2 separate regions of the Cricetulus griseus genome follow, and region 2 is linked to region 1. Evidence: chromatin contacts called from public Hi-C data. All regions are on one chromosome and are shown on one strand. Each heading gives the region's core, a stretch centred on a gene start, on an enhancer-like site or on the middle of the called end of the contact. The rest is flanking DNA. Distances are from core to core; before and after follow the strand shown.

What was found. A called contact is a pair of places that touch in the nucleus more often than the background predicts.
Region 2: a contact with region 1 is called in a Hi-C map of fibroblasts, with 2.5 times the contacts expected there. The contact joins the enhancer-like site here to the promoter of Mybl1 in region 1. A contact is called at or near these places in 2 of 8 Hi-C or Micro-C datasets (the CHL-YN cell line and fibroblasts).

What each region holds. Positions count from the first base shown.
Region 1 is chr2:150,516,773-150,521,905 of CriGri-PICRH-1.0, forward strand. Mybl1 (myb-related protein A) reads left to right here and starts at 3,097. Exons shown (of 15, transcript XM_027398873.2): 1 at 3,097-3,402. The coding sequence starts at 3,383.
Region 2 is chr2:150,591,635-150,597,300 of CriGri-PICRH-1.0, forward strand. No RefSeq gene overlaps it. Among named protein-coding and RNA genes, the nearest start is that of Vxn, 33 kb to the right of the region's middle. Within about 2 kb of position 3,952, at least 4 of the 6 cell types and tissues checked have open chromatin away from gene starts, as enhancers often do. A contact at or near this core is called in fibroblasts, where this site is marked.

The DNA.
Region 1 (5,133 bases), core at 1,847-4,346:
CCATCCTCATCCCCCCCTCCCCCCCCCCGTTGACAGGGTCAGTTCTACTGTGCTGCCCAGGTGAGAAGGAGCAGGGCCCATTCTCCCGAGTGCAGCAGCCGGTGAGGGGCGGGGCCAGTTCTCCCTAGAGTTGGAGCCAGTGAGAGGTGATGACAACTCTGTGCAGCCCTAACCTCTAGGTGGTAACAGGAGCCATGAACATCAAAACAGACCATGACTGCAGCAGGGCCACGGACCCAGGCATGGCCCTTGGTAGCAGCCTAGACCCAGACATCACCATGGCTCAAGGTGGCAAGTAGGCCACGTAAGTCACCTCGCTCCTCAATGTCTTCACCTCTTCAGATCTGCCGCTTTCCACCCTACCTCTCTCACACCCCACCATATATTTGCTCACCATAATAGTGCCCAACTGCCTGGCTCTGAAAGGGTAGGTGTTGGGCAGGGTCGTGCTTTCTCCTCGATGCCTAGGGCAGGTCGTCCAAGGGAATGCGTGTGTTGGATGTTTATTTGTTTATTTATTTTTAGATTTTATTTATTTATTATGTCTTCTGCTTGCATGCTAGCAGAGGGCACCAGGTCTCATTCAAGGTGGTTGTGAGCCACCATGTGGTTGCTGGGAACTGAACTCAGGACCTCTGGAAGAAGAGTCAGTGCTCTTAACCACTGAGCCATCTCTCCAGCCCCTGGATGTTTATTTTTAAAATCGTGTGTGTGTGTGTGTGTGTGTGTGTGTGTGTGTGTGTGTGTGTGTGTGTGTGTGTGTGTGCATGTGAGCTTGTGTGTGCACCACACTTTGAATGTGGAGGTCAGAGGATAACAACATTAGGCGTTGATCCTTGCCTTCCACTTTGTGGCAGAGTCTTGTTCACCACTACATGAAAGCAGTCTAGCTGACCTGAGAACTTGCAAGTATTCTACTTCCAACCTTGCTATAGGAGCTCTGGATTACGGAGACACATACTCGTTGATCCCGACTCACATAAGTTCTAGAGATAGGAACTCCGGTCCTCTCTCACATTTGCATGGCAAGGGCATTACCCACTGAGCCATCTTCCCAGCCCTAGAAGTTTACTTTTATTTATTTATTTTTTGTTGGTTTTTCGAGACAGGGTTTCTCTGTGGCTTTTGAGGCTGTCCTGGAACTAGCTCTTGTAGACCAGGCTGGTCTCGAACTCACTGAGATCCACCTGCCTCTGCTGGGATTAAAGGCGTGGGCCACCAATGCCCGGCTAGATGTTTACTTTTAAAGAAAACCGCTCAAATCTGTTTGATACATTTGAGCTAGTGTATACAAATGGCTGTGAACTATTTTAATTTCATACTTCATCCAATTTTATAAGATTTAAATGATTTTGTATTTTTTTAGATTTTTTAAAAATAGATTTTATAATAGCATACAAAGGTAATACTATTTTTTTTAGAACGTTTCTCTATAAAAAACGATGGGAATCAATTTTACTTCAAAATCTGAAACACTTGCCTCCAAGTTTTACAAAGGTAGTCTGAGGGTCTAAAACTGGATCATAACTTAAACATATCAGTTTTGCTTCCTATTAGAATATAAATGGAATAATGTGTGATCCAAGAGGAAATACGAACGCACTGATTCCAAATGACATTTGAAGACTAAGAGGAGGAGCTTGCCATCGCACTCCATAATCTAGCCCTGACAGAAGTTGAGATAGGAAGATCATGAAGCCAGCCTGGGCTCCACAGTGAGTTCGAGGTCAGCTTGGGCTACATAACAACACCTTACCTCAAAAATATTAATTTCTAAATTAGTTTCTCTCTTTAGAAGTTACTAAGTAACCCAGAAGATAATATTTTTAAAGTGCTTTTCCTTTCCAGAATCTGTACCTGGGGAAAAAGGAAGGGTTTTTGTTTGTTTGGTTTTGTTTAAAGCAAGTGCTATCTATCTGATGGTAACAAACTGCAAGCTCATCTTGATTTGTATTTGCACCTGTATCTCTGATTTGCAAAGACGATGCGTACGGTTTCAAAATAGCAAAACTGTCAGTTTGTTACAATATTAACCTGTGGGTCAGCACTCTATGCAGTAGAGCATGGTGCCTTGCAAATTTGGGCTCTTCACCGTGTCTAATAGTTACTGTAGTTAATAATCTCCTGTGTGCTTCTTTAACCGTGTAATTCATAATTGTTAGAGAAGTTGAAACTGCAAGAAGCTCCTTTCCTTATGCAAGATTCCCAGATTCCTGCAGCTTTCCGGGGCAGTTCCGGAGCTCCCGGCTCCTTCACCCCCCCCCCCGCCCACGGCGCCTAGCATCCCACCCCCTTTGTAGATGGAGTACGTAGTTAAGCTTCTTGAGCACCACTCCTCTGCTATTCCACGCAAGTCTGCAGATAACGTCTTCCCCTTGTCACACTTATTCATTTTGGGGGAAAACAAGTGATGATGCCACAGGGTCTTGGCCACTTTCCTTGTCATTTCTGAGCAAAACTAGTTCACACATGCTTTAAAAATAACGGCTGCGCCAGCTCTCTGGCTAGAAGGTTAAGTGGAAGACCGCGCCCCCTAAGTGGCGCGCGAACGAGGGCCCGCGAGGTCCTCCGCCGCCCAGGACCCCGAGCGTCCGTGTCCCAGGGGTACGACCCGCACCGCTCCGGAGGTGGCGGTGGCGGGATCGGTCCCCGGGCCGCTTCCGGCCCACGCCCCGGAGCGCAGAAACTCGTCTTCCCGGCAACCTCCGCGCGGGGCGTCCCCACCGCCGTGTGGCTCAGACAGCGTTCCGGGTCCTGTCAGCAGCCGGGCCCGCGAACCGGGCCTCGCGCTTCCCTCGGGCTCCGCGGCGCGGCTCCCCGACTCCCGCGAGTTCCAGCCCCGGCTCCCAGCCCGCCCCTCCGGCCCGCCCCTCCGCCCTCCGCCGCGCGCGCGCGCTCCGCCCCGCCCCCCCCCTCGCGCAGCCGCCCCAGCCAATGAGCGTCGGGGCCGCGTGCGCAGATTCAAACGGCGGCTCTTGAGGGAGGCTAGGCGCGAGATTCGGCGGTGCGGACAAAACCCTGCAGGAGGCTGCGAGTGCTGCAGAGCTGCTCGCTGCGGGGAGAGGGCGGGGGTCGGCGCCCGGGACGGACTCCGAGGCGGAGGCGGAGGCGGAGGCGGCGGGAGGGGCGGCGGAGGGCGGGAGCACGCCTCCTGACATGGTGAGGGCATCCCTGGCCGGGCCGGGCCGCGGCTAGGAGCAGCGGGTCTTGGTCCGCCCCTCTGTCCCCCAGTGCCGCCTGGCCCTGACCTGACCGGGCCTGCGTTCCTGAGGGCAGGAGCGGCGGAGGCGGCGGGAGGGTCTAGGAGAGAGAGCATTCGTCTGAGGCTGGAGGAGGCTGACCCGCGTCCCCGCCCAGCCCGCGCCTATGCGGTACTTGAAGGATGGCGAAGAGGTCGCGCAGGTGGGTGGCATCCCCTCGACCCGGGCCTAGCGGCCCTGTCCGGGCTCCCGCCCTCTGTCCTTTCCCGCTGGTCCCCACTCAGGCCCTCTCAGGCCTGGGCACAGGTTTTCCTTCCCGCTGCCCCACTCCCGCTTCGGTCGCGCTGGCCCGAGTCAGGACCGCTGTGTGGGGGGAGAGTGACACATGCTCAGGTTGCTCCTCTGCTTGGGTTCTCCCACAGCGCACAGCCACTCACTCACTCACAGGGAGATTTCCAGTCAGGTAAGTGTGCACTTTTAGGGGATTCGCCACACCAGAAGTGGTTGTGTTTGTCTGGATGACTTGAAACTGGGGTTCTCTCCTCTGACTTGCCGTGCCAATCAAAACAGGATCTCCGTGACAAACCTGGGTGGGCACGGTTCTGGGAAACTCTCCTGAGAGGGGAACCTGCTAAATCTCTTCTGGCATCCCCATACTGCTGTTCTGAGGTTTTTTTTTTTTTTTCTTTTTCTTTCTTTTTTTTTTTTCTTTTTTCTTCTCAGTAGCTTCTGAGAAGATTGTTACGTTGTTACCATCGGCTGGGTAAACTTGATACTAAAACAGTGTGTTGTAGTTACTTTGTGTTCTGAGTGTTCATGGTTGATTCTGACTGTATCTGTGTTGTAACAAGTAGGACACAGTTTTGTTGTTGTTGAAAGATGTACTATGAACCTTTTATTTTAATACCATTGTAATAGCTACTTCTAAGTTGTGTGGAATAATCAGATGACAACAATCCAGTGTATTGATTTTTAGTATTAAGGAAAACTGCAAAGCATTTGGCAGAATTTCCAAATATTTCCGTTTATCTAGATCCGCAGCCTCAAAATCTCAAGAGTTGTATTTCCTGAGTTGAAATTTAGTATTGGGAGTCATTCATTGCAGACTTAGCTTTAAAATAACTACACATAAAATACTTTGTTTTATTCATTTATTATGGTCCTGCAGATATCAACATAAATTTTATTAAGACATAATTGCCTTATCTGTAGCAGTTACAGAATAGATTGGTCATTGAAGTGGAACAAATGTGCATACACCGACAGGCACACAACCTTGACACTGTTATTATTTTGGGTTAGATAGTTGTAGGATTTTTGCAGCATCTTTACCTCTACTCAGTAGAAGACAGTAGCCCTTTTTCCCCAGTCTGGACAACTAACAATATTTACGGATGGTGCCACTTATCTTTTGGGGGATGGAAACAGGAGCATGCAGGTAAGAACTGCTGGTCTTCAACTTCAAGGACATAACATTGCAATCTTTAAAAAAACGTGGTGATTTAAAATAATTAAGATTGCTGGAGTATTGCTTTAGGTTTTTTGAATTTTTAAGTCTAACAGTGTTTTTAAATGATGTAAACTGAAAAGTTAATGTATCAAGCCAGTAAGAGAACCTTGTGTGTATCTACTGTGTGCCATTATCTACTTAGAATCATTGTTAATCTTTCATGAAACAGTATGTTGGCTAATTCTGTCATCATCTTTTAGTGAAAAGTTACTGTTAAATACTGATATATATGAATGCCACATTCTCAGTTTTGTTGTTGTTGTTGTTGTTTTGTCACACAGTTGATCTTGCTTTCTAATAGTAGGCCAAGGAGAAATGACTTAACAATTACTTACTGCAAATTATTTTATTATCAGTCCTGGGAGTTTGTTCTCTAAACATTAATTGTACTGCTGACTTTTATTTCTTGCCAGTTAATTGAAA
Region 2 (5,666 bases), core at 2,702-5,201, 76 kb after region 1:
TCCAAGCTTCCCATAATAGATATGCCCCTTCCTAATGGGAACCCAATGGTCTCCCAAAAAGATAGATGGGGCACAACAACTCCACCTGAATTGTGGTTACACTAACCACTGAGAAAAACTGTCCATGCCTTGCCTGTCCAGGGCTCTGCTCAAACTGGACATTTTTTGATTGATTGCCTTACATTGCCTGGTCAACATAAGGTCATTTCTCACAAGTTCCTCTGCAGGAAAATCCTCAGACCTGGGTCTGACAGCCAAAGGCCATGCTGCACTGCGTGACAAAGATCAACTATTTCTGCCTCTAATGAACTATAGGAGACCAAGGTAACCCATGTAGGTAATGGGTCTCTGTCATTTTAATTGATACATAGCTCATTTAGATTATACTTCCAGGTATAATTTATACTTCTCAGATCTCTGAGGATATGGGCTGACTGTAGCTTTAAGAGAAGCAAGCACACTAGATCCTTCTTCAGGGCTTCAAGTGCTTTGTCAGTTCCCTTCATACATAAAAATCAGACCTCAGTGGAGAGTTCCTAGGCATCCAGTCCACATATGCCTTGCTCCCAGACTATAAAATGAGATAAACTCACAAAACACGTTTGAGAGTAACTCTATCATTTCTTTATTCAAAGGAACTTGCTTTACAATGATTGCTGTCAGTATCCAATCACCCGTGTCTCATTGTAAATTACTGAATTAAAAAAAAAAAGAACAACTAAAGTTTTTGTAAGTTCTGAGGGACTAAAAATGTTCTAAGGTGTCTGAATACAAGTTATAACGGTCTAAGGAAGAGGTTTAAGGTCTATAAAAAATGCTTCAGATTTCTTTCCCTCTCTATGCTGTTGTTATATTAAGACTTCAGGAGAACTGGCCCAAGTGCTGTGGGTGTGGGAGAACTATCCCCTCCCCTCCCTGGCAGAACTGGGCCCCATCTCTCACCAAGCAGGGAGGGCTGGCCCTGAACCTTGCCTGAAGGGGGCGGTCCCAGCAGGGCCTGGACTGACCAACTCAGCTACCACCATCTATCCCATTTATGACCTGCTGGAGCTCCTTAAGGGACTGGTCCTATGGAACCAGAGCTGCAGGATCTTCATGACTGGGCAACAGTGGGATAGGCAAGATTCAGTGAAGGTTGGGCATTGATGTTGTACCAGAAGCTAGAGGCTTTGGGCCAGACCAATGACTTTTTGCAAAGGACATTTGCAAGTAAAGCTGTTTGGGCAAGAGGGTAGATTGCAGATACATGGCAGCTCTCAAGGCTACCACAGTGAATATGTGATGGAGAGGTAGGAAAGATGGAGGAACAAAGTGTGTGTGTGTGTGTGTGTGTGTGTGTGTGTGTGTGTGTGTGTGTGTGTGTATTATATTATATTATTTATTTATTTGGAGGGGAAGGCTACAAGGGTAGAGGGCAGACATGGAAGGACTGGGAGATGAGTGGGATTGGGGAGCAAGATGTGAAATTCCCAAAGAATCAATAAAAGAAATATGTTGATTTAAAAAAAAAAAAGTCTTGTAAGCTTTAAAGAATGGACTTGGGCCCACTTCTCACAGATCAAACAGACTCCAAATGAGTACTCCTGTCCACCAACAGCCTGTTTCCCTACCTACTGCCTGTTCCTGAGGGTGGGATCTCTCCACCTTTCCTGGTCCTGAGGCTCCCCTCTTGAAACTGCCAGGGCTGTGGCAGTTCAAATGTACACCTAAGAAAAAATTTCCCCTGAACACCTCAACTACTTTCTTGCTCTAGTCTATATGTCCCAGCAGATTTCAAACCAAATACAGACTGCTCTAGCAACTAGCCAGCTGCAGATGTTCAGGTGGTCCAGCCTAACAAATTGCTCCAAGGGCTGCCTGCAGGTCTCTAACCCCAGATGGTCCTGCACAGCCTGGTCAGCCAGTGAAATAGCCTGCTCTTGGCCAGCATTCCAGCTTCCTTGGGCACCCCCAACAATGATGCCCTGCTGTCAACAAGAAGTAGTCATAGAAGATTAACCTACCACCCCTTATCATTTATTTATTATCAACAAAAAGGCTAGAATGGTAGGTTTCATACCTGGGACTAACGCCTGAGGTGCCTATTTAACACATCAAAGTGGACCTGGACTCCAGGTTCTCCCAGCATCTATCAGCCCCTACCTGTTATAGGGTCCTTCTGGCTGTCATATCCCACCCTCTACCCTAGACTTCCCCAGCCCAAAGGCTGGGCTGCCCTTCCCTATATAATCCAACCATTTTGGTTACCCACCCTTTTTGTACCTTTGGGCCTCCTGGCTGCTTGCACCTGGTTCCCTTCTCTCTTCTCCCTTCCCTTCCCTTCCCTTCCCTTCCCTTCCCTTCCCTTCCCTTCCCTTCCCTTCCCTCCCTTCCTTCCCTTCCCTTCCCTTCCCTTCCCTTCCCTTCCCTTCCCCGTCTCTCACAAGGCTCAAGGTGACTACTCTGGACTCTCCCAGAATCCCCTGGCTCTGGTTATGCTCTCCCATTTATCTACAGTAAACTTTCTACTCCACCATACCTAGGAGCAGTCATGTCCTTACTTTTTTTTATTTCTTTTTTTTTCATTCAATCTCATTACATTACTAAATTTATTTCTTTAAGGTTACTTTTGCTTTTTGTCCTCTTCTAGAGAAGGCAATTTAAAGCACAGCATTAAATTTTGGATGGGGATGTATTTCTGAAATCTCCATCACAAATTCAGGTTTTGTGGTGGAGGAGGAGGCCCCTCCCCCACACACTCAGAATCACCCAGGTGGGAACCAGGCCAGTGGTTTTATTGACTGTACACTCAGGCAGAGTGAAGAGGTTAGAAATGTCCCTGGGTGGAGGAATGTTCTCACAGCATCAAGAGGCCTACCTGCTTTCCCTGTCCATTGCCCCCTCTCACCACATACGCCACAGGGGTTTTTTTGTGTCAGGGAGGCCAGGGCATTGCCCTGTGTTATGCACACTGTTTGTACTGTTGCCCTGGACATTGGGATGACAACTGAGCCACTGTCTTTCGCAATTAGCTTACCTGCTGAGTAATGGGCTGGCTGAGGGCCCTTCTTGGCCTCCTGCCTCCTGGAGCCACAGGCAACATTTTCTTTTTGAAAAGAAGCTGTGGCTCCAGTCAGGAACATGGAGTTTCTATCCTTCTAATCATGTGTAGCTCAATGAAAGCTCATCCCACTGTCTTGGTTGGACTATCACTTGAGCGGAGGTACTTTAAGCAGTTAGCTCAGAGCCTGGCACATGTAAACGGTATACATCAGCTCCTGTTAATGGAGCTGTATTTGTCTTCATATGCAACAGTCCGCTGAACCCAGAGTGGAGGGCACAGAAGGATATGTGGCTTCAACCTGAGGATGCGGGTCCATCATGACATGCAGCCTCAGGTTGTGTGTATCAAGGTATCTCCACCCAGTTCAGGGACCAGGGATAGCTTTTTACACTCCTCCTCAGGCTGGATGAACAGAGCATAAGATAATGAAGCCAGAACAGGAACATCCCTCCTCATCCCAACTTCCTACTTCCCCTGGGCTCCAGCTCTAGCCACATCCTAGGAAAGAGCAAGTTGCAGAAGGGGAAGGGTAGTTTCACAATGGCATCCATCTCCCAGCAGTTGCAGAGCAGTCTGCCCCAGGAGCTGGCCAGGCGCTAGAGAACCAAGATGACAAGCAGTTTTGACTTCCTTCTAGTGTCTATACGGTAGCAAGAGGGCAGGTCCTTTCACTCCTGAGGCATAAAGGGAGGTCTCTCTAGATGAGAGAGTACCCCCCCACCCCATCCCAGCACCCCTTACCCCATCCCTGCCTCTACACCGTACCTGCTATTCTGCAAGTAAGGGCTCTTGGGGGCAGTTTTCATGGTACACAAATCTCCTGGATTTGTGGGGCTTGTGTGTGAGACTTCATAGCCTTCTCTCCTGGTGAGGTCACTGTTTCTTTCCTTGGCCTGGGTGAATAGCAGGAATGTGATTCAGGAGTGCTTGTCTGTGACACACCAAACCCTGTCTGGTTATACCCAACCAGACAAGCTCCCACCACACTTGGTCCCTCAGTAGTGCTTCCATCCTGAGGGTCCTGGACTCTGCCTTAAAGCCTAGTGAGGCTGGATGAGCAGGGCTTGGCCTCCTTCCTCTGGGTTGGAGCACACAGGCAGGGCCTGCAATATCCTTTGTAGGTTTCAGCTGTAGGCTAATTTTGCTGGTAGGGAATGCAGGCAAGAGGCCAAGGGCAGCAGTTGGCAGCAAGTAGAACCTTTTGAATTCAAAAGAGTAGTCACCACCCACGTCTTGCTTGTGAGCCAAGGGTCACTGGCCTGTACAGACCTGGCACAGTGTGTGGCTACCTGGGGCTGCAGGATTAGCCCAGATGCTACGGTGGGAAATGGGGAACCTTGGGTTCAGCCAGCCTCGAGCCCCTCCCCTGCCCACCATCTTCTGAGAACCCTGGCCCCTGGGCTCAGGAAATGATTCTATTTCAGTCCCTGCTTAGTGTTCAGTCCTCACGCCTGCCTTGCTGCCTGAGTCACTTCTCCCCACCCAGCTCTGCTTCTTCTGAATGGGGTAGATCATCACAACACCATATGTTAGCACAATTCACAATTTCCAAAGCCTGTTTAGGCCTGGACTCTGCTGGGTTTTCATATGGCTATGAGGTGGATCAAGTAGGTAATTCAATTTGAGTGCATAGGTGAGGCAAAATAGGGGCCCAAAGATATTCAAGCAGTAAGGAAACTGTCTCAGTATAAGAAAAGTGAGGTGGCAACCTGGCACCATTCTTCTTGCCTGTAGTTTCTACACTGTCAGGGGTCCATAGCAATTGGGCTGAATGGTGGGACCCTGTCAACAGTTTTCTGTGTTCTACATAGAGGACACTTGCTTCTGATGAGTGTTACACTGTGAATGCAAAGAATTTAAAACATCACTTTCTAGTCCAAAGACAGTCTCCTCTCCATCCCTCCAATCACCTTCTTTCTCTAAGGTCTATATAACTTGTGACAAGGTAAAGGGCAAGCCCATCATACCTTGGTTCACTTCATGCTGATGTGGTCTATACTTCAGTCTAAAGACAGGCTCATTCTAATGCATTGTCTCTAGGAGGACAGTCACGAATTTGAGAACTGGTGATGGTGAATACTGTCATAAATTATGGCTTCTGACATGTGGGACATTGCCTATGACTACCGTCCATAGAAAAGTCAACGGTGAGGCCCAACAACCAGAGACAACATGGGATGAAGGCTCAGGGTCGCCCTGGGCATTTTCAACTAGTGTGGAAGTGTTCCAGGATTCTCACCTGAGCAGCCATACTAAAATCAGCTGCATATTGGCACAGGTGATTTTGTTCAACCATTTCTGGGACATGGAGGAAGGTAGGACATTTTCTTTTCAACCAACGAAGAAAGTGAACTCAGAAGTCTTCATGAGGTTGCACAATGACCCAAGTTCTCATTGTCAGGGTTTCTGCTAGTTGGAAGTGTAGAGCATGGGGTACTCAAGACTGGAGGCTTTGGGTGGAAGAGACGAGAGTCCTGGGTGGCCAAAGAGCCCTGGGGTCTTAGGCCCTTCTAGAGGTCAAGGTGTAGTGTGTGGGGAAAGCAAGGAAGGGAACAGAAAGGGTACGTGTGTATGTATGTATGTGTGTGTGTATTTATGGAAAGTTGATAAGCAGAGGGAACAA